6 separate regions of the Mus musculus genome follow, and all the other regions are linked to region 1. A link is a contact called in public HiChIP or PLAC-seq and promoter capture Hi-C data. All regions are on one chromosome and are shown on one strand. The core of a region is the stretch at or near the end of the contact, and the rest is flanking DNA. Distances in the headings are between cores, read along the strand shown.

What was found. Promoter capture Hi-C pulls out the DNA fragments that hold promoters and counts their contacts. HiChIP or PLAC-seq counts read pairs in DNA pulled down with a chosen protein or histone mark. Capture Hi-C pulls out chosen DNA fragments and counts their contacts.
Region 2: a contact with region 1 is called in a promoter capture Hi-C map of adipose tissue, with 2.7 times the contacts expected there. The contact joins the promoter of Ip6k2 here to the promoter of Manf in region 1. A contact is called at or near these places in 2 of 39 promoter capture datasets (erythroid cells and pre-B cells), 1 of 484 Hi-C or Micro-C datasets (CD4 T cells) and 2 of 9 other capture datasets (adipose tissue and liver).
Region 3: a promoter capture Hi-C map of pre-B cells shows a contact between it and region 1, with 5 times the contacts expected there. The contact joins the promoter of Slc25a20 here to the promoter of Manf in region 1. A contact is called at or near these places in 1 of 39 promoter capture datasets (pre-B cells) and 2 of 115 datasets of contacts at active chromatin or transcription factors (astrocytes and large pre-B cells).
Region 4: a promoter capture Hi-C map of pre-B cells shows a contact between it and region 1, with 4 times the contacts expected there. The contact joins the promoter of Nudt16 here to the promoter of Manf in region 1. A contact is called at or near these places in 2 of 39 promoter capture datasets (liver and pre-B cells).
Region 5: an H3K27ac HiChIP or PLAC-seq map of microglia shows a contact between it and region 1, with 9 times the contacts expected there. The contact joins the promoter of Nek11 here to the promoter of Manf in region 1. A contact is called at or near these places in 3 of 39 promoter capture datasets (erythroid cells and liver), 1 of 115 datasets of contacts at active chromatin or transcription factors (microglia) and 1 of 9 other capture datasets (liver).
Region 6: a promoter capture Hi-C map of liver shows a contact between it and region 1, with 2.7 times the contacts expected there. The contact joins the promoter of Atp2c1 here to the promoter of Manf in region 1. A contact is called at or near these places in 2 of 39 promoter capture datasets (both in liver).

The regions. Positions count from the first base shown.
Region 1 is chr9:106,890,445-106,893,392 of GRCm38.p6, forward strand. It overlaps Manf (mesencephalic astrocyte-derived neurotrophic factor), which reads right to left and starts at 1,494. Exons shown (of 4, transcript NM_029103.4): 1 at 1,370-1,494; 2 at 627-754. The coding sequence starts at 1,454. Dock3 (dedicator of cyto-kinesis 3) reads right to left here. Exons shown (of 53, transcript NM_153413.2): 53 at 2,381-2,948.
Region 2 is chr9:108,782,305-108,785,252 of GRCm38.p6, forward strand. Ip6k2 (inositol hexaphosphate kinase 2) reads left to right here and starts at 1,508. Exons shown (of 6, transcript NM_001379600.1): 1 at 1,508-1,566.
Region 3 is chr9:108,660,562-108,663,509 of GRCm38.p6, forward strand. It overlaps Slc25a20 (solute carrier family 25 (mitochondrial carnitine/acylcarnitine translocase), member 20), which reads left to right and starts at 1,575. Exons shown (of 9, transcript NM_020520.5): 1 at 1,575-1,771. The coding sequence starts at 1,667.
Region 4 is chr9:105,130,269-105,133,216 of GRCm38.p6, forward strand. It overlaps Nudt16 (nudix (nucleoside diphosphate linked moiety X)-type motif 16), which reads right to left and starts at 1,537. Exons shown (of 3, transcript NM_029385.2): 1 at 1,375-1,537; 2 at 1,025-1,294; 3 at 1-242. The coding sequence starts at 1,512. The coding sequence ends at 63.
Region 5 is chr9:105,393,921-105,396,868 of GRCm38.p6, forward strand. It overlaps Nek11 (NIMA (never in mitosis gene a)-related expressed kinase 11), which reads right to left and starts at 1,367. Exons shown (of 16, transcript NM_172461.3): 1 at 1,276-1,367. Aste1 (asteroid homolog 1) reads left to right here and starts at 1,442. Exons shown (of 5, transcript NM_025651.5): 1 at 1,442-1,745; 2 at 2,625-2,948. The coding sequence starts at 2,643.
Region 6 is chr9:105,519,723-105,522,670 of GRCm38.p6, forward strand. It overlaps Atp2c1 (ATPase, Ca++-sequestering), which reads right to left and starts at 1,535. Exons shown (of 27, transcript NM_001253831.1): 1 at 1,318-1,535. The coding sequence starts at 1,425.

The DNA of each region.
Region 1 (2,948 bases), core at 244-2,743:
CCTCCACAAGAGCAGCACACATTCATAACCAACTCTCCAGTTCCAGACAACTGTTAGGTCACCTTGAAAACCTCTCTTTGCCAAGGCTTCGGTTTGTTAGTCTGCCCAGATCTAGCTGTCCCAGGCCCGAGGCACTTGATATATGCTCAGCTGCAGAGTTAGAGTTCCGATGAGAGACTACCATGGAAATTAAAGCTACAAGAGGCTGATGCTCCGCCAGGGTCCTTGACCTTGACTTGGCCCTGGCCATCTCGGGGCACCTAGCCAACTACTTCTGGTTCCAATCACACCAAATTCATTCTGGTCTTTGGGCACTCCCATTGCCTGAGTTGTGCTCACTCCACCTCACTGACTCCCTGTCCTCAGAGGTAGATACCCACTACTTTCTCTCTCAGCTCCCACCCACCAACTCTCCTAGCTTATTTCCTTCATGGCATCTGGCATCACTGCCTTGCAGTTGCCTGTCATTTTCTCTCCTGGTCTTACCAATATTCAGCTTATAGCAATGTTTAATAAATAGAGGATAAAAACACTTAAACCTCACATTAGTATATATACAAGTCCCATCACAAAGTGGACAGTGCCCAAGAGCCAGGGACAGGCTGGGTGGGTCACCAGCTACTTACCAACCGATTCTCTTTGCCTCTTGCTTCACGGCAAAACTTTATAAGTTCTTCTTCAATAGTGGCTGGTGAAAATGTGACATCTCTGTCTTTGAGGTCCTGGTAAAATCGTCCCAGATAAGAAATACAAACTGGAAAAGAGGGAGGAGATGGTAAGTAATTATTAGTCTCCATTTCCCCTGGAAAAAACTCTGTCAGCAGTTTTGCTAGAAGGGATTAATTTTTTTTTTTAACTCGGGTACTCAGAAGTGCACAGAGCCCTTAGGTTGCTGGGGTCCTTGTACCCAGTTGCATGCTGGGAATGAACATTACCCAAGTGACCCACACACAACCCTCTCTGCTCTTTTCAAGTTTAAGTCTAGAGTGGACACGTGTCCTTGAGGGAACTCATTGTGACCTCATAAGGGACAGATTGAAGGCTGAAGCAAATGATCAAAATGCTCCTCATTCCAAATACATCGAACCCCCAAGTGCAGCTTAGTAACCCCGAGACGGTTGCGGCCCACAGGATGCCTTCCTGTAATCGCTAAAGTGATGGGAAGACAAAAACTCCCGGGATGTGGGCTTCCGGCCAAGTTATTAACGCTACTGAACCGACGCGTTCCCTTAAATGGGTCAACGTCTCTAGGCCCGGGAAATAAGTGAGGCCCTTTCTCCAGCGGAGCCCCGGGACGGGCCGTCGCTCCCACCCTTTCGCTTTCCTTGGGTTTAGCGCCGCCAGGCCGCCCCCATCCGGTCCCCCGCACCTTCACAGTCTCCTGGCCGCAGCGCCCGGCTGTCAGGCAGCACGCTCAGGGCCAGCGCTACCGCCAGCCCGCGCGTAGCCCACATCCTCCTCAGCCGTCTCCACCACCGCCGCCGCCGCGCGAATGAACCGCACCCGGCGCGGTGTTCCGCCTAGTGGGCTGGAACAGAAACCTGAGCTTCCCATTGGTGTGCGATCCCCGCGCCCACCCATATGCTGCATCCTCATTGGTCCACGTGCCCAGGAGCCCAGACCGGCGGCTCCACGCTACCCTCCCTCATTGGCTGCTGCTGTCTGGGACCTAGACAGTTGTCGGTTGCTGATTGAGCCTGGGCGGTCCATAGGGGTGCGGAGGGAAGGTGCACGGGTCGCCATGTTGGGTTAGGGCAGCTGCTTTGGCTGCTTACCCGGAACCCTCTCAATCTATTGACTCGACCCGAATGCCGAGTCTTGGTTCCACACCCACTCCTCCCGACGCCCGGACTCGTAGAGCAGCATTTCTGGCGCCACCCTATAGCCAGTAGGATGGGCGGCGGGAGCATGGATCAGAAGCGGTTCCTTGTTTTGAACTACCACGTGGATTGCCGAGCCAATCAAGGGGAACGTCCACTTTGATTCGCCGGCTTGCTCAGACCCCGCTTTAACCTGGGTCAGACGGCAGAACCTCTTAAACGAAAGGTCTCGGCCTGCCTAGTCGTTTCCCGTCCTGGGCCTCTGAGGACCTCGCGGCAAGGCTGCGAGCAGAGGCGTTGGTCTACCTTCCAAATGGAGGCCATGGGATCTTGGGAGGTTTTGTTCTCCACTCTTGGAGACACGAGGATGGGAACTGGAGACATTACCGCCTGGACTGCCCTAATGCTAAGTGCAAGGGCTTTGGCCACTCGCCCTGGAAGGCGGAATATGGAGAGCGGCCGACTAAGTGCAGAAAAGTATCTGGAGCTAAAAGGGCTTGGAGCCCGGCGACAAGGGTTTGAGAGGGGCACTTATGCTCCCATTCAGTGAAATCAGTGGATCAATATCAGGTATTCATCTTTAATTCACATCACAGCAGTCAAGGGATGGAGGTGGGGGAGTCAGTTGCCAGATATTTACATCTAAAAGTCACATTTTTTGTTGGATTTATAACATGCTACCACAATATATACAGTAAAATGCCTCTTGGGACACTGGCACAAATTTTTTTCTTTAACTTTTCTGGTACAGGTAAGATAATTTTAAGTCAGTTTTTCTTTAGACATGAATACACAAAAGAAATGGTTAGAAGTTTTCTTGTTTTAAATAAGCACAGAATGCCAGAGGTTAAAAACACATTTATAGGGCTTATTACCAATTAGACATACTCTATACATTTTTTTGCTCAAATTCCTGTACAAATACACAGCATTCAAATAGGTATTTACAAATACGCTTTAAACAATGAAAATCAGTATTTCACAATCTTTTCAAAGGATTCTGATCTCTGACCTCCCATTTCCCTCACACTGGCTGGTTTTTCAATAAAAAGTATTCAGAATAGGTCCATTTCATCCAGTTGGGGAAAATGGAGAGAAGTAACACAAATATATTTCACTTTGCATAAA
Region 2 (2,948 bases), core at 258-2,757, 1.9 Mb after region 1:
AAAAAGTGGTGTGTTCCTGAGACAGCACAAGCTCCTGGCACAACAGATGAATGCAAAACAAACAATACGACAACAGCCATACGGAAACAGTCAAGGAACACACACAGCCAGAGGGCAGGCTGTCTATCAACAGCTGAACACTGAACCAGGAAGAGCCTGAACTGGGCAAACACTTTTGGGGTCGATTAACATGAAGTTGGCATTTAAACCTGAAACCTGGGCCTCTCGGTTCATGCCTGTAATCCCAGTAAGAGGAAGGTTGATGCTGAAGAATTGCCTTAATTTTGAGGCCAGCCTGGGCTACAGAGAGGGATCTGGACTCAATTAGTTAATATTTTAAAAACAAAACCACGACCCGGGGTAAGTGGGTATAGACAGAGAGGAAAAAATGTGAAAAAGAAAAACTAGACAGAACTGAACACAGAGCCATGAAGGCCTCAAGGGAAGGCGATTCCAAGAGGAACCTGTTGGTAATAGGAGTTTCTCTTGTCCACCTTTAGAAAGCAGGGATTAAAAAAATCTGTTTACTGCACTCACTGCAGAGTGTAGGTGCTTAATAAATACTTCAGTTTTAAAAACCTATGAGCTACATCTTTGCTAATGCCCAGGATGCAGGGTTACAACTCTGGCATCCTTTACAGAAAGGCCAATAGCCAAGAAGGAGGTCATCCCATGCCCATGGTTCCCATCGTGCTCCTTGCCTTTCCTGGCTGCGCTGACACTCGTTCACTCATGCAGGAGACCTTCTGAATGACACAGGCTCCAGACAAAGGAGTCTTGGATGAGCTCTATGCTCCAGACCTATCAATTTACCGAGGACCCTATACATCCCTCTGATCAGACTTCTATTGGCTTTTATCTTGTCTGTCTGTCCACTCATCTGTTCACCTGTCTAAACATTTTTTAAAAATTATTATAGTGTGTGTGGTGTGAGTGTGTGTTTGTGAGTGAGAGAGAGACAGAGACAAAGAGCCAGAGAGAAACAGAGCAACGGCTTGACCTGTTGAGCCGTCTTACTGGCCTCCTATAGAGCCATGTATTTGTCTATCGTCTGTAGTCATTCTCTCTGTTCCCTGCTGCTATCCCTTTATCCATCTTAGCGACATGTAGTTCTGTCCATCCATCTGCTAGGTTGACCAGCTTTGCAGTTTATCACAGAATGAATACTGGCCTTGACATTCCTGTATCCTAGGAAACTCCCCAGTGCGGGGCAAACCAGGACTGTCTGTCCATCCACCCTTACCCTAGGCATCCTGCAATCGATCCATTTGGCACACAGCCCATCAGTTACTTCAACTCCAGAACAGACTGGCCACCCTCCTCACTCAGGACAACGCCCCGCCTCTTCCCGCCCCTTGCCCATTCAGGAAGCCGCCCCAAGCGAATCCCGGCGCCCTAGCAACAGTCTTCCAGGCCGCCCAGTCCGCTTGCGCGGCTTCGGGTGCGAGCCAATAGCGAGGGGCCCTGGGAGCGAGGTTGGGGGGCGGGGCTGAGCGCGGCCGCAGCCATTTTGGTGGAAGAGAAACAATAGGACGGAAGCGTCGCGGGACTGGGCTGTGGCCGCAGGTAACGCCCGCCCCGCCCGGCCCGTGGCCCTGTCACCCCGGGGCTCAGGGGAAGAGGTTTTCGGTGCTGGTAGCGGCCGGGCTCCGGGATCCCTGGGAGGCTTGGGTTTGTGAAGGGGGTCCTATGGCTGTCATTGAGAAGCGGTCTCCCCCTTTTTTTGTGTAGTCATCCCTTCCCTATTTACGGGGGGCCATTGTACCTTGCAGTTACTGGGGAGAGTAGCGTTGCCCACCGAGACGGGGCAGAATCTTCCCCCCGGCATTGGAGGGTCTCCCGGAACCGGGGGAGGGGAGGGGGCGGGGGACGACGACAGTGTCTTTCTCCGGTTTTGAAGCGGTCTCCCTGGGTCTTCCGGTGGAGGACAGGATCTCTGGTCTCACAGAGGTCCCCCGGCCACGATCTCCCTGGTCTTTGAGGATGGGGTCTTTATCTTTGGATGGAAGGGTCAGCCCGGATCCTCAGGTACTGTTGTTACCTGGGCCTGCAGATGTGCAGCCATTTTGGGTGTTGAACGTCAGTTGTGCCAGTCAGCTCCTCTTTGATCCCGGAAAGGCGGGGGAGAGGGTGATCTGCGCATCCAACCTTATTGGTTTTTTTTTTTTCCCCTTCTTCTCCTTTAAGATCTTAAAATGGATCAGAAGGTGTCTTCTTTTTTCTTCTTCTTATGCTGATGCTCCTACCACGAGTGGGATTTTATTCATATTTGATAACAAGACTGCATCTATCTTCTGCATCCTTCCTAATGACTTGATTCGTTTTTAGGATTTTAATTTCTATCAAATATCAAGAAAGCTGTACTAGCGGGAAAATGGGGAAAAATGTAGGAACTGGTGAAATCTAGGGCTCTTCTTACACGCGAAAGGAAATAGAGCTAGTCATCGCATGTAAATAAACATTTTGTTAGCAGAAATGTACATAGAGCAAGAACAAAATAATTTCGAATATTTGTAAGAAAAAGTACTGAAGGGATCCAGAGGCAGTGGGAGGGGGATAAGAAGGGACCAGGGGGATGGATATGGTCAAAATACATTGTATACATGTTTGGAATTGTCAACTAATAAATATTTATGAAAATAAAAAGATCCAAAAGAAAGAAGCCCTGGCAGTTTTGAAACAGCAAATATGATGCAGACAAACATTTTGAAAAATTTAAAGGACCTTCCTTGTTGACAGCATTGTTGTTGATTTTCAGTATTTAAAATGTTTGCTGTATTTGCACTTTCCCTGGGATAACATTTTAAGAGATGGGAGATGCTTATTTACCAAGTTGTTGCCGTGGAGAGTGTAATTGTAGGGTTTTGTTTTAATTTTAGCAGCTATCCACAGATAGAAATACAAAATGAGTACTTATGTTTGGTGTGAACAGGCCATCTGACTGCCTA
Region 3 (2,948 bases), core at 325-2,824, 1.8 Mb after region 1:
TGCAGATTCTTTGGTCTCCTACTTCTTTGCTTATTTTGTAGGCCCTTCCTCATCTATTTGATCTCTAAACACTAGAAGGGGAAGGGTTTCAGGGGTTGTGAGGGTTCCCACTCTCTTGGTGATCTAATTTCACTCGTTAATACTGAATTTAACCACTAGCCCGAGCCTCTTTACAGAATCCTGGATCAGGAGATAGATCTATTAATAGAAATCTCAAACTAATTATGTCTAAAATGTCCTTTACCATCCTCTAATCTGCTTGACCCCATCTCTTCCCCAATCTCAGTTAAAGATGATGTCTTCTCTCTAGTTGCTAAGGCCAAAAACATTAGCATTGTCCCGTAAGCCTCTCTCACAAAACTTTTTCTAAAAAAAAAATATATATTTACTCATTTTTATTTTGTGTCCTTGAGTCTTTGCCTCCATGAATGTATGTGTGCTTGGTGCCCAAAGAGGCCCAAAGAGGGCATTAGGTCTCATGGAAGTATAGTTTCAGACAGTTCTGGGCTGCTACGAGGGTGCAGGGAACAGAACCCAGGTACTCTGTAAGAGCAGCCAGTTCTCTGAGCTGCTGAGCCAGCTTCTGCAGCTTCTGCATGAGTAGTGAGCAGAATGAATTTCCGTTCACTAACAGGTCCTTCGGGTTTTCCTTTAGAAAATATTCACCATTGGATCGCACCTCGTTAACAACTCTGCTATGTGCTGGTCCAAGCCAACATTTCTACTCATGACCTTTAACTTTCTCCAGCCCCCTGGATTTCCTCTGGCTGTTTTCACCAGCAGTTACAGCGATCCTGATTTTTGTCTGTTTGTTTTAAAATCCGATCTGAGATTGTTAGTCTCCATCTAAAACCTGTCATAGAAGAGACTGATGTCCTCACAGTTCCTCCTGATGAGTAGTCTCCGTTTCTCCTGTCCTCACTGGCTGCTCCACCATCCCACCGCACCCCATTCCCACCCCTGTGGCCTGTGGTTTCTCAGATTTGACAACACAGACATCTCAGAGTTTTCAAATTTTCTTTATCTTCTGCCAGAAAGGTCCTTCATCCTTTACCGGGTATCTTTAGACAGGACTCATTTCCATGCCCTAGATCTTAATCCTTTGCCTTCCTAATGAGAGCTTCTCTTGTTTAACAAATTAGTTACAAATTATTTGTCTCCCACACTTTACTTCTTCCCGGATTTATTTTCCTATAGAGCCATTTTTACCATAGGACATATGCCATTTTTAACTTAGTCAAGGCTTATCAAAGACAGGGACCTCTATGGGGTACCTCCACTCTTCAGCACCTAAAAAAAAAAAAGTGGCTGTCACGCAAAAGGGTGTATGCGACCTCTGGGGAGTGCACAGATGCATAGGACCACAGAGGACCAGAGAAAGAAAAAAACTCAAGTCCAAGAAGACTTCCTGGAGGAGTAAGTCCCTGACAATCATTCCCAAGCCCCTCCCATACATCATTAGGGAAAGAGCCCCGCCCACTAAGGAGGAGGGCAGCCGGAAGTAGACTTCAGGGCGGAAGCCAGGCTAGTACGACTGGGCCCTCTTTCCGACCTGCCCACGGCCCCGCCCACCTGAATGTAGGTGAAAGGTCGGCGGAGCCGCTCGGGCAGCGGAGCAAGACCAAGACTGCCCGGAGCTGACAGACAGACAGACAGAAGACTGAGCATGGCAGACGAGCCGAAACCCATCAGTCCGTTTAAGAACCTCCTGGCTGGCGGCTTCGGCGGCATGTGCCTGGTGTTTGTGGGGCACCCCCTGGACACGGTCAAGGTGCGCGGAGTGTGGACGGGGGCTTGTGGAGGAATGCCCCGGGGCGGTGTGTGTGTGTGTGGGGGGGGGGGGGGGGGTTACGTGGAAAGTAGGGACCGCCGCGAGGTGCTGCCTTTCTGAACAGAAGTGGAGCCGGGCTGATGGATGCTTCCTTCCGTGGGAAGTTTACAGAGGGTTGGTATGTAGTTTACTAGGAAGCGCTGCTTTACCTAACCCGGCCAGAGGCTCTGCATTCAACTCCCTGGCACCTCAAAACAATTTTTTTTTCCTCTCGAGAATCAATACGAAATAGACAGAGGCTGTACCTCGCGCCCTAAGAGCCCTACAGCTCCTATTTCAAGGTCTTCGGATGGCAGTCTTTTTTTGAGCCCTGCGCACTTCTTTGGAGATGAGAAAGAAAAAGCTGCTGTCTGTGCCCGGTTAACCCTGATATTGTTATAAAGATTGGAACAGGTTATCTGTAGACTTGACCTCCCCCACAAATTAAGGACAAAGGTGGCAGAGATGTCCTTTGACACAGTCTCGTAAAGCCGGTGTGTCCCATAGCCTATCTCTTGTGCACTTTTCTTTGCCTGAAGAGGCACCTGGCCATTTACAGCCAGTCATTCACTGCAGGGTAAGCTGCATAGTCACCCCCATAGCAAGCAATGACCAGCCAGGCTCAGGTGTGGAAATCGAGGGGACCTTTCTCTCCTCAGCCTTTTATTCTTCCTCTTGCTGTACTCTCAGCCAGGTCTTGTGGAGACTAAAATCTATATTCGATGACTTAGCTCATAGATGAGCTCATATAAGCTCGTAGCTTATAGGTTTCTTTTTTCTTCTTCTTCTTCTTCTTCTTTTTTTATGGACATAGACCTGAAAGGAAATGACAGGTCATAGCCAGGATGAGCCTGTGAGAAGAAGACATGAGTCTTTTGTGTGTGTGGATGGCGTGTTGCTGGGGGCTGGAAGCCAGAGAAGATGTGAATCTCATAAAGGTGGTAACCTCGGTTGGGGGCTTGATAGGATGTCAGATCCAGTTTCCTCTGAAAGAGAACAGTATCCAAGGGCTCTTCCTTGGCAGGCTTGACAGCAGGCTATCTCACGGCCTCTGTTCAAAGTGAGGCTCACCACAGACAGCTCATCCCGAGGAGACTCTGTAGTGTTCATCTGTGAGAAATCAGATCCTATCAGTAGC
Region 4 (2,948 bases), core at 287-2,786, 1.8 Mb before region 1:
CTTGTCCTTCCCTCCCTCATACCAAGGCCCTCTGGGTTCCAGGGGTCCATGCTGGTCCGATTCTACTTAGAATCTGGGATCTTTAGTTTTGCAATAATGCCAGGATCCAGAAGTTTCAAGTCCTGAAGGGCTTCTAGTAGCTGCTCTCGGGCAGCTCCAATGAAGGAATTCTCCAGAAAGGCAGGCAGGCCTCCCTCACCATCACGGAGGACGTACAGGGGTACCCGCACCAGGCCCAGCACCTATGAAAAGGAGACATCGGACAAGTGGGACCTCAAGAACCTCAACACATTACCTTATCTACCTTGGAACAGAACTCTCCAGAGAAGAGCCAAGCAGAACCGGGCCTAATAATCACACCTCAGGAGAGCTTAGAGAGCCAAACTCTGTGGACAAGTGAGCCACGCTGGGTTCCAAGCTCCATCCGTGCCAATCCTTCTCCATCCTTTTCCTCACCCTTACTGGCGACGGCCTCCAGGAGGCATGCCTGGCTGTAGCAGTATTTCAAAACTCAGAACTCACACCACTGTATAGGTAGCACTTGGGTGCTCAAGAAAAATGCAAATACCCAAGTATTCCTCTGACATCCTTACCCAACTCAAGTGATTCCAATGGACTGTTCAGTCTAAACACTGTCAAAGTGTGCGCACTAATCAGTTTTAATAGCGCTCTCACTCCCAGGTTCAGGGTCACCTCTACACACAGGCGTCCCTAGCATTAGACTCACTGTCTGCTTAAGGGAAATATGAACCCAAAGTCAAGAGCTTAGGGTATCATGTGCACTAGCATAGAGCTGGAGAGACCTTTGGATGTGTGTTCTAAAAAGCTCTCTGCAGGGGCCGCTAAAGGTGGCCGAGTAGGTGGTATTATCTAGCCTGGAGATGACCAAGATCCCAACTAGTTCATGCCACTTGAAAGAATTCAAAGTCGGAGGGTCAAAATCTCCTCCACCCAGTGGCTTTTCTCGGTAAGGGGATTGGGGGAGGACAGACTGGAGCTGGAGTGGATCCCAGGCTGGTCCCACCTCCAGCCCATGGTCCTTGGCTTGAGGTGCCCTGGCTTCCACAGCCTGCAGCTGTTCCAGAGTCAGGCGCTTGGCATAGAAGTGGGCCACCACGCGCGGTCTGGCCGCGATGTGTGAGCTGCGGTAGTCAGAGCGTTCAACGCGGAAGGCAGACATCGCTTCGCCCAGCTCCTCGCGCAGTTCCCGGTTCAGCCCGTCCTCCAGGCAGCTGTCCTGCGCGTCCACGAAGCCGCCAGGGAAGCCCAGGCGCCCGTCAAAGCGCATCTGCATCTGGGGGAGGAGGGTATGATGGTTGGCCCGGGCTCGCGAGCCCTGGGGCGGGGGAGCGGCCGTGCATGACGCGTCCTCACCAGCACGGCGAAGCGCATCGGGATGCGGCCGAACAGCTTGCGGGGGTCGGGCGCGTAGAGCAGCGCATGGCAGGCGTGGCGCCAGTCCGGCCCGAGCGCCAGGGCCTCGCTGAGCTCCACTTTCCGATGCCCCTCCATCTCGAGGCTCGCACTTCCGGGTTCTTGCAGAGGCCAGCGCCTCGGGGCGGAGCTTTGCGAGACTCCGCATCAGCCAATCAGGATGGGTCTCTCAGGAGCTCCGAAGACACCCTGGATTGGCCCTTAGGCTAGGGTGGGGCTGAAGGCTTGGTAAGGTCAGGCTCAGGCCGGAGGTGTTTTGGAACCTGAGTTAGAATTTACGCAGGAGTTCTGCCAGTGCAAAGGACAACGTATTTTTTAGAAAACGGTTCTGGGTTGGTCCGTTCATAACAAAGAGTCTAGGGATGGGAGGAAGGTAGTCTGGCTTCAGAACTTATTCCTAGCCTAGCGTGATGGGGGAAAGGAGAGGTGGGTGTAACAAGTCTTGAGTGGTGGAAATGTGGGGATTGACTGATTATAAGAGGGCACAGGGACAGAGCTAACACATTTGGGGAAGGGGAGTGGCCAATGGATGTGGTTACAACAACCAACTGCATTGGCTGTGGGCTCTGGGTAGTGATGTGGCGCCTGGTACATGGAAAATGACATGGAAATGTCACAGGTCACACAGTAAGATTGGGGAGGGGTGGCTGGCTGAGGAAATAAAGCACAGAAAAGAGTGGGGAGGAGTCAGACAGGACACCCCACCACCACCACACTAGGAGTAAATTAAAATACCCTCAGAACTTTAAATTGTGAAGAAAAATAGGAAAGAGATGGGGGACACTCAATGCCTAATGCTGAGATCCTGGCATTCAGGATCCTTCACCTCAGCTAGGCTGCCCCACCTGAAGTTGAGTCCATATATCAAGAACCTGTATGTATTTAAGGAAGGGAAGAGGTGACACTCAAAGAAGATCTGACTTCAGGTCACAGCCTGGACTTGAAAGTTTGTTGTAGAGCTCAGAACTCACCCAGATACAGGCTTGTGACTTTAGTAGAAGCCACTCAACCCTCTCAGGTTCCCAGTTAAGGACCTGTTAGTGGAGGTGGAACCAGCGTAGTATGGGAGTAAAATTCTCCTCAGAGCCAGACATATGGTAAATGCAGCCATTCTTGGATTCGAGGGTGGAGGTTCGATGCTGTGTCTTATGTCAAAGATTGAGGCCAGCATCCTAAGAATAAGGGCACCATCAGGAAAAGCCTGTGGACATCTTGCCTCAGTCCCCTGAGTCGCAGGGCAGAGATGCCATTGACTGAGGCAGTCACATCATGGTGAGTTAGGTGCGATACAGATGCCATTACTCAGATAACATCCAAGGGACAGGCAAATCATCCTGGTCAAACATTATCACCTGGCAACAAGAAGGAGAAGGAGGAGGAGGAGGAGGAGGAAGAGGAAGAAGAGAAGAAGAAGAAGAAGAAGAAGAAGAAGAAGAAGAAGAAGAAGAAGAAGAAGAAGAAGAAGAAAGAAGCTTATAAAACCCTTCATATCTTCCAATTCCAGAGCCCCACCC
Region 5 (2,948 bases), core at 117-2,616, 1.5 Mb before region 1:
TGTTATGAATGGCAGAACTGTCCCATGAGAAAGTATTCCACAAAACACACTCTTACTCCATTCCATCAAAGTGTTGAATGTTTTATTGAAAACTGTGCTTTTGTTTAAAATCTACATGAAAATAGGACTTTACGCTGAATACTATGTACACCTTGGCATTAGGTTTTCATATTCAGCAATTCTAAAACAACGAGAAAAAAATAGTGTTATAGTGTTGACCTGTGGGCTCAACATTTACCACAAAACCTACAAGGACACTCAAACAGAAAAAAAAAAACTGCAAAACATAAAACCTATTTGTAATTTTGTCTTCTTTAAATAATGTACTAATCTGTGGTTTGATCTAGTCCCAGTGAGAGCAATGCCCCTCTCCTCAAGGAAACGTTACTAAAATCTGCAGAATCTAAAGAATAGGTCCTAAAAGGTACCTTCTGTTTGCTTCTTTGACTGGCATAAAAGTGGTGATTTCTAGATAAACTAGGCTGTTCAAAAAAAAAAAATGGCCTCTCTGTCGCCTTTCAGATCACTAATAATAATTCTCAATGTGGAGAGGCGATTAAAGTCCCCACTTAGTAAAGAGCTGAACTCAAGATGGAGGACCAAAGCTTCTATTTGTAATGGAGTAATAAACCCAGCAGTGTGTGAGCAGCCTCTCCAGGCTCATCACACAGAATCAGCTCTGTCGCCCTCATCTCAGTTGGTATCCATGGAATGTACACACACTGCAGGCTGGATCTGAACCTAGGGCAGAGGATGAACTTGGGTGCTAGGGACACAGGTTATGCTTGTATCCCTGGGGCCTAGCTAACAGCTGACATACAGTTGTTAGCAAACGTTTGGAGAGCGAAGAAAGATCCAGCATACCAAATGTGACCCAAAGACAAGTAAAGGAAAGAAAACATAATAGGAACTAGAAGAAAGCTGAGAGACGCCCACTTTGTGCTAACCATCCCTGGGGTACCCATCCCGCTGGGGCAGGTAAAGAGAAAGTCAAGTGTTTACCGATGGTAAGAACTGAGTGGTTTATGTCCATGTCAAAAAACCCAAAAAACTAGGAAGCTGTTTTGACCTGAGGTTCTGCTAACTAAATCTGACCTGAGAAGTAAACTCTAACCCTGAGGTAAAACGAAAAAACTTGTCTCTTCAACAAATAAACCTTAAGTTTTTCGCGGAGCGCGTGAATGTATATCGAGGAGCAGGGCGCTTAGTCTCCCGAAGGGGAATGCGGTCCAGGGGCTGTGGGACCCGGCTGCCCGAGAGATCCACTTTCATTACCTTTACAGGTCCCCAGCCTGCGGCGCCCGGCCAAGCCTCCGTCAGCCTAGAGCTCGCTGCCTCGGAGGGCGTGGTTGTTTAACATCGTCGCCACGGAGACGGCGCGGGGGCTGCTGGGAAGTCGACGTTCCGGCGTCCAATCCAACGGAAGCGCGCCGGACCCTTCGAGGCGTGGCGAAGCGAGCAGGGTGAGGAGGCGGCCGCAAGTGTGAGAGGAATGGCTCAACCTCTCACACCAAGTTCCCACCACCCGGCCCGAAAGCATTTTCTCCTCCAGGGAGAGCCCTCAGCTTCTCGGAGCCAGGCTTCCCAGTGACGTCGTTCGCAGCACTTCCTGTTTCCGCTCGCGGTCTTCCACGCACCCGCGGGTCTGCCGTTTCTCCCCGGGATCCTACCTGCTGCTGCTGGTGAAGTGAGCCGGCGGTCGGGCGGAAGCAGCCGGCGGATCCGGAGGGCAGGAGCAGGTTGAGGTAGGAAGATTGGTGGTTGAGGAATTAGATCCTACCTTTTCCTGCCCTTTGCTTGCATTCCTTGAGCTACTTCGCTCAAGGTCAAGTCATTAGTTTACAGTGAGTTCGCAGAAACCACATGACAAACCGGGAAAGACATGACGATTCAGAATTAAAAAGTGTTGAGATGTTGGCCGAGGTGGATCTGAGGTGAGATAAAAAATCAAGTGCAATAATGTAAGCTGATACCAAAGGCAAAAAATTCAGGAGGATGCATTTTTTTATGTGGTAGCCCCACAAAAATCAAAATGCAAAAATTCCAAGGTTGGCAAAACTTTCACGATTTTAAACACGGGCAAGGCTGGCAATAGCATCGTGCTAAGCGATATTTGAAGCCAGAGGCGAGGGGGGAAACCAGTAATACTAATCCTATGAGTTGTTAGCCAGATAGGCCATTAGTAAGGGGGTGTAAGAATCCAGTTGAGGTTGAAATTGTATACTTGGGATCCTAGAAGCATAAAGCTGTGTTTTTCCTTAGCTCAAACTACTCTCCAATGTACCCTACACTCAAGACCTGTAACAAGGGTCTAGTTATCCATAAGGAAAAAAAAAATTGGCTCATTATGTGTCTTATGCTGGGTTGTCATTTTTATAGCTTAGGACTTTTGGCCTTGACCCTCACAAAACAGATTTCTTCCTTTATCTCTATATGGGCTGCCATGAGGTGGTGTGGCCTAGATATAAGTTCTGTCTTCCACCTCCAATAATCCAATCAAGCAAAGTTCCTCAACAGCGTATCCTGCAGTTTGGGTCTTGATTGATTCTAGATATACTCAGATTGACAACCAAGAATAGCCATCAAAAAGACCAGCAATTGATTTTTTTTGTTTGTTTCAACAGGGATTTCTGTCGATCATCATGGGTATTCGGGGACTAATGAGCTTTGTGGAAGATTATAGTAATGAATTCTTCGTTGATTTGAAATTGCGGAACACAAAACTTATCATTGATGGCTATTCTCTCTTCCACCGACTTTGCTTCAATTCTGACTTGGAGCTCAGGTATGGAGGAGACTATGATTTATTCGCAGATGTTGTACAGAAATTCTTTGAATCACTGTTTGTGTGTCATATTTGTCCGTATGTTGTATTAGATGGAGGATGTGACATTTCAGATAAAAAGCTGACAACTTTGAAGGATCGAGCAAAAGAGAAGATCCAAGCA
Region 6 (2,948 bases), core at 285-2,784, 1.4 Mb before region 1:
CTCCTGGGGTAAACAAAGACTCTGGGCACCACCATGTGGTTCTCCCATTTTCTACTTCAAAACCAAGGCATGCCGAGAGGAGACAGAAATGTTTCTCACCGAGTGTTACCCTGAAACTGAGCGAGAGGTAAATGGGGCAACCTAGCTCCCTTAATGCAGAGAGCCTGAGTCTCTAGCACTAGTCAAAATCATTTAAGATTTTAAGATGCAGTTTCCTTGATAATCCTAATGATCTGTCAGGTATTTTGTTTTTTGGTTTTTGTTTTTTTTTTTTTTTTTCAAATGAGGCATGAGCTTTGGGGAAAAGGGGTCACCAAAGGGTTTCCTTCTGCTGCCCTCTGCTTCCATTTCTGGGAAGCCTCTTACTAACTGGGTCATTTTCTACCACGGAGGAAAAAAGAACAGGACACTGGCAATATCTGTCGCCTGGCTCTGCCGTTCTAGAGAGAGCACAGGGCAGAGCGCTTGTGGCTGGTCATCTTCTATGTGGTGACAGACCTGTCTTTCATATTTCTAGTCCGTTGCCAAGCTTCTAAATGAGCTCCTGGATTTAAATGGGCCACACATTGTTCTCTCTCTAATCCAGTGCAATTACGAAAGCAGTTTTTAGATATCAATGTATAATGTAATCAATGTAATGAACACACATGTTTTTAAATGAAATAACCAGACATTTTAAACAGGCTTATTAAGATGCGTCTATACCCACATGCTAGAACTTCCTGTTGGAAACTGTAGCTTTCAATTGGCTAAAAGGATTAATAATTATTGTGCTCTGTCCCCTATGCACCACATATAAGAATCACCTATTATATCCAAATGATCTTATCAGCCCACTAATGATCTGATTATAGCCACACAGATAACCTTCATTTTGCAAATCCTAGTGACATTAAAATAATCACAGAAACATGCAAGAAAATAAGTGTGTTTCTAGGGTATACTGCTTCATCTATTGAGCTACGAACGGTTTCAGAATTTGTCTTCGAAACACTGAAAAAATGATCAAAGTATCAAAGAGTCACCTCCGTAGTATGGTAGGTTCATCTAGATAACGGAAGAAAGCAAAATAAGTGTCAAACACACACACCCAGAACATTTGCATAATTTATCTCAGGACCCAAACGTTCCACAGCCAAGTAACCCCTCACAAGCGGCAGGCTCCTCTGACTGCCAAGCTCGAGTAACTACAGGCTGGATCTGACCTCTGCCTATGAACACCAGTAAGCCAGCAGAGAAACATTCCCCAAGCTTCGACAGGCCACACCCAGAAATAAGCACCAGTTATTTTTAAAGTTAGCACAAACAAAATAGTACCTGCTCTTCGGCCCTTTGGCTTCTCAGCGTTGATAAATATTTCCGAATAGAGTGGAGAGGATACTTTTTCAAGTAAGAAAATCCGGACGGAGGCAATAAGTTCTCCATACTGAGGGGAAACCCGAGGGTCCTTGTCTGCCCCTCCCTGACAGCGACCAAATGCGACCTAGACACTTAGTCTCTGCTGCCTAGCCGCTCCTTTGAAGTGCCACCACTTTGCTGCAAACCGAGCAGGTGTCAATCTTATAGCTCCCCCTTTGAGTGGAAGTTCCTAGAGACAGCTGAGGGAGGCGGGTCATCTAGAAACCTCCAGAACTGCAATGCCCAGGAGCCAGAGGCAGGAAGAAGTTCAGGGCTGGCCCGAAGAATGTAAACAGCCCAGCGATAGCGATATGACTGACTGTCCTATTTTGAGCAGCAAGGCTCTGTTGCAAGCGATGTTAATATTAGCTAGCGGGTGACTTTCCATACCCACGGACTCTCGTGAGGTTTAATTTTAATTCTTCCGACAGTATTTCTGGTGATTCTTTCTTTCTTTCTTTCTTTCTTTCTTTCTTTCTTTCTTTCTTTCTTTCTTTCTTTCTTTCTTTCTAAGAGGGCATGACATGAGGTTTTCCCAGTTTCCTTTGAGCTTTCTTGTCATTACCAACACACACTAACAACCTTCAACTGAGCCTCCGCTCAAAAGTGTCAATTCATTTCAGCCTTGAGAAACGCTGTTTTAGAGTTCTTATTTTATTATTTTTATTCATCTCTCATATGTTACATCCTGACCACAGTTTCTCCTCTCCTCCCAGCTCCTCCACCCACACATTCCTCCTCCCCACTCCCCAGGAGGAGGAAAAGGGTCCCACACATAGGCAAAAGAGTCTGGGACAGACCCAGCTCTCAATGTTAGCATTTCCACATGAACCCGGAGCTACTCAGCCATAACATACATGCAGAGGACTTGGGGCAGACCCCTGCAGGCTTCCTGGTCTCTGCAAGTTCCCATGAGTGTATTGATTCTGTGGACCCTGTTAGAAGACTAGCACTGTTTGAAAACTAAGCAAATCACACACACACACACACACACTCACACACAGACACCACCCCTTCATGGACATTATGGGGTTGGCCAGCTCTGTGGACATTCATTGAGTTCTGTGGTGCATTGTGCTACGTGCCAGTAACCAGACACTTTGCATTTATTGGGCAATGGCTGCAAACAGATTCTTTTCTGAGTTAAAAGGCTTCTTGCCTTGAATCCTTATCGCAAAGCCACAGGCTGAACTCAGAACCATTAAATTTCCCCGAGGCTTTCTCCTGAGTATCTGTGAGAGGAACTGTTACAAGCACACTTCTAACTACTATAAAAAGGATTCATGCCTTCAAAAGAGGAAAAAGGGGTGGTGGGGGCAGGGGGGTAAAGAAGAACACAACAAGAGATCTGTTGTGTTAAAGGATATGAAATTATACATTTGAAAGTTCATTTTCTTTGGGATCTATAGAGGTCACAGGGTTTGTCGTCTAAGTCCTGAGCCACACTTCTACCCCCACTCCACCCCAACTGTGTGTGCATGTATGTGTGTGTGTATGTGTGCATGTGCGCGTGCACACATACACACACACACACACACACACACACATGC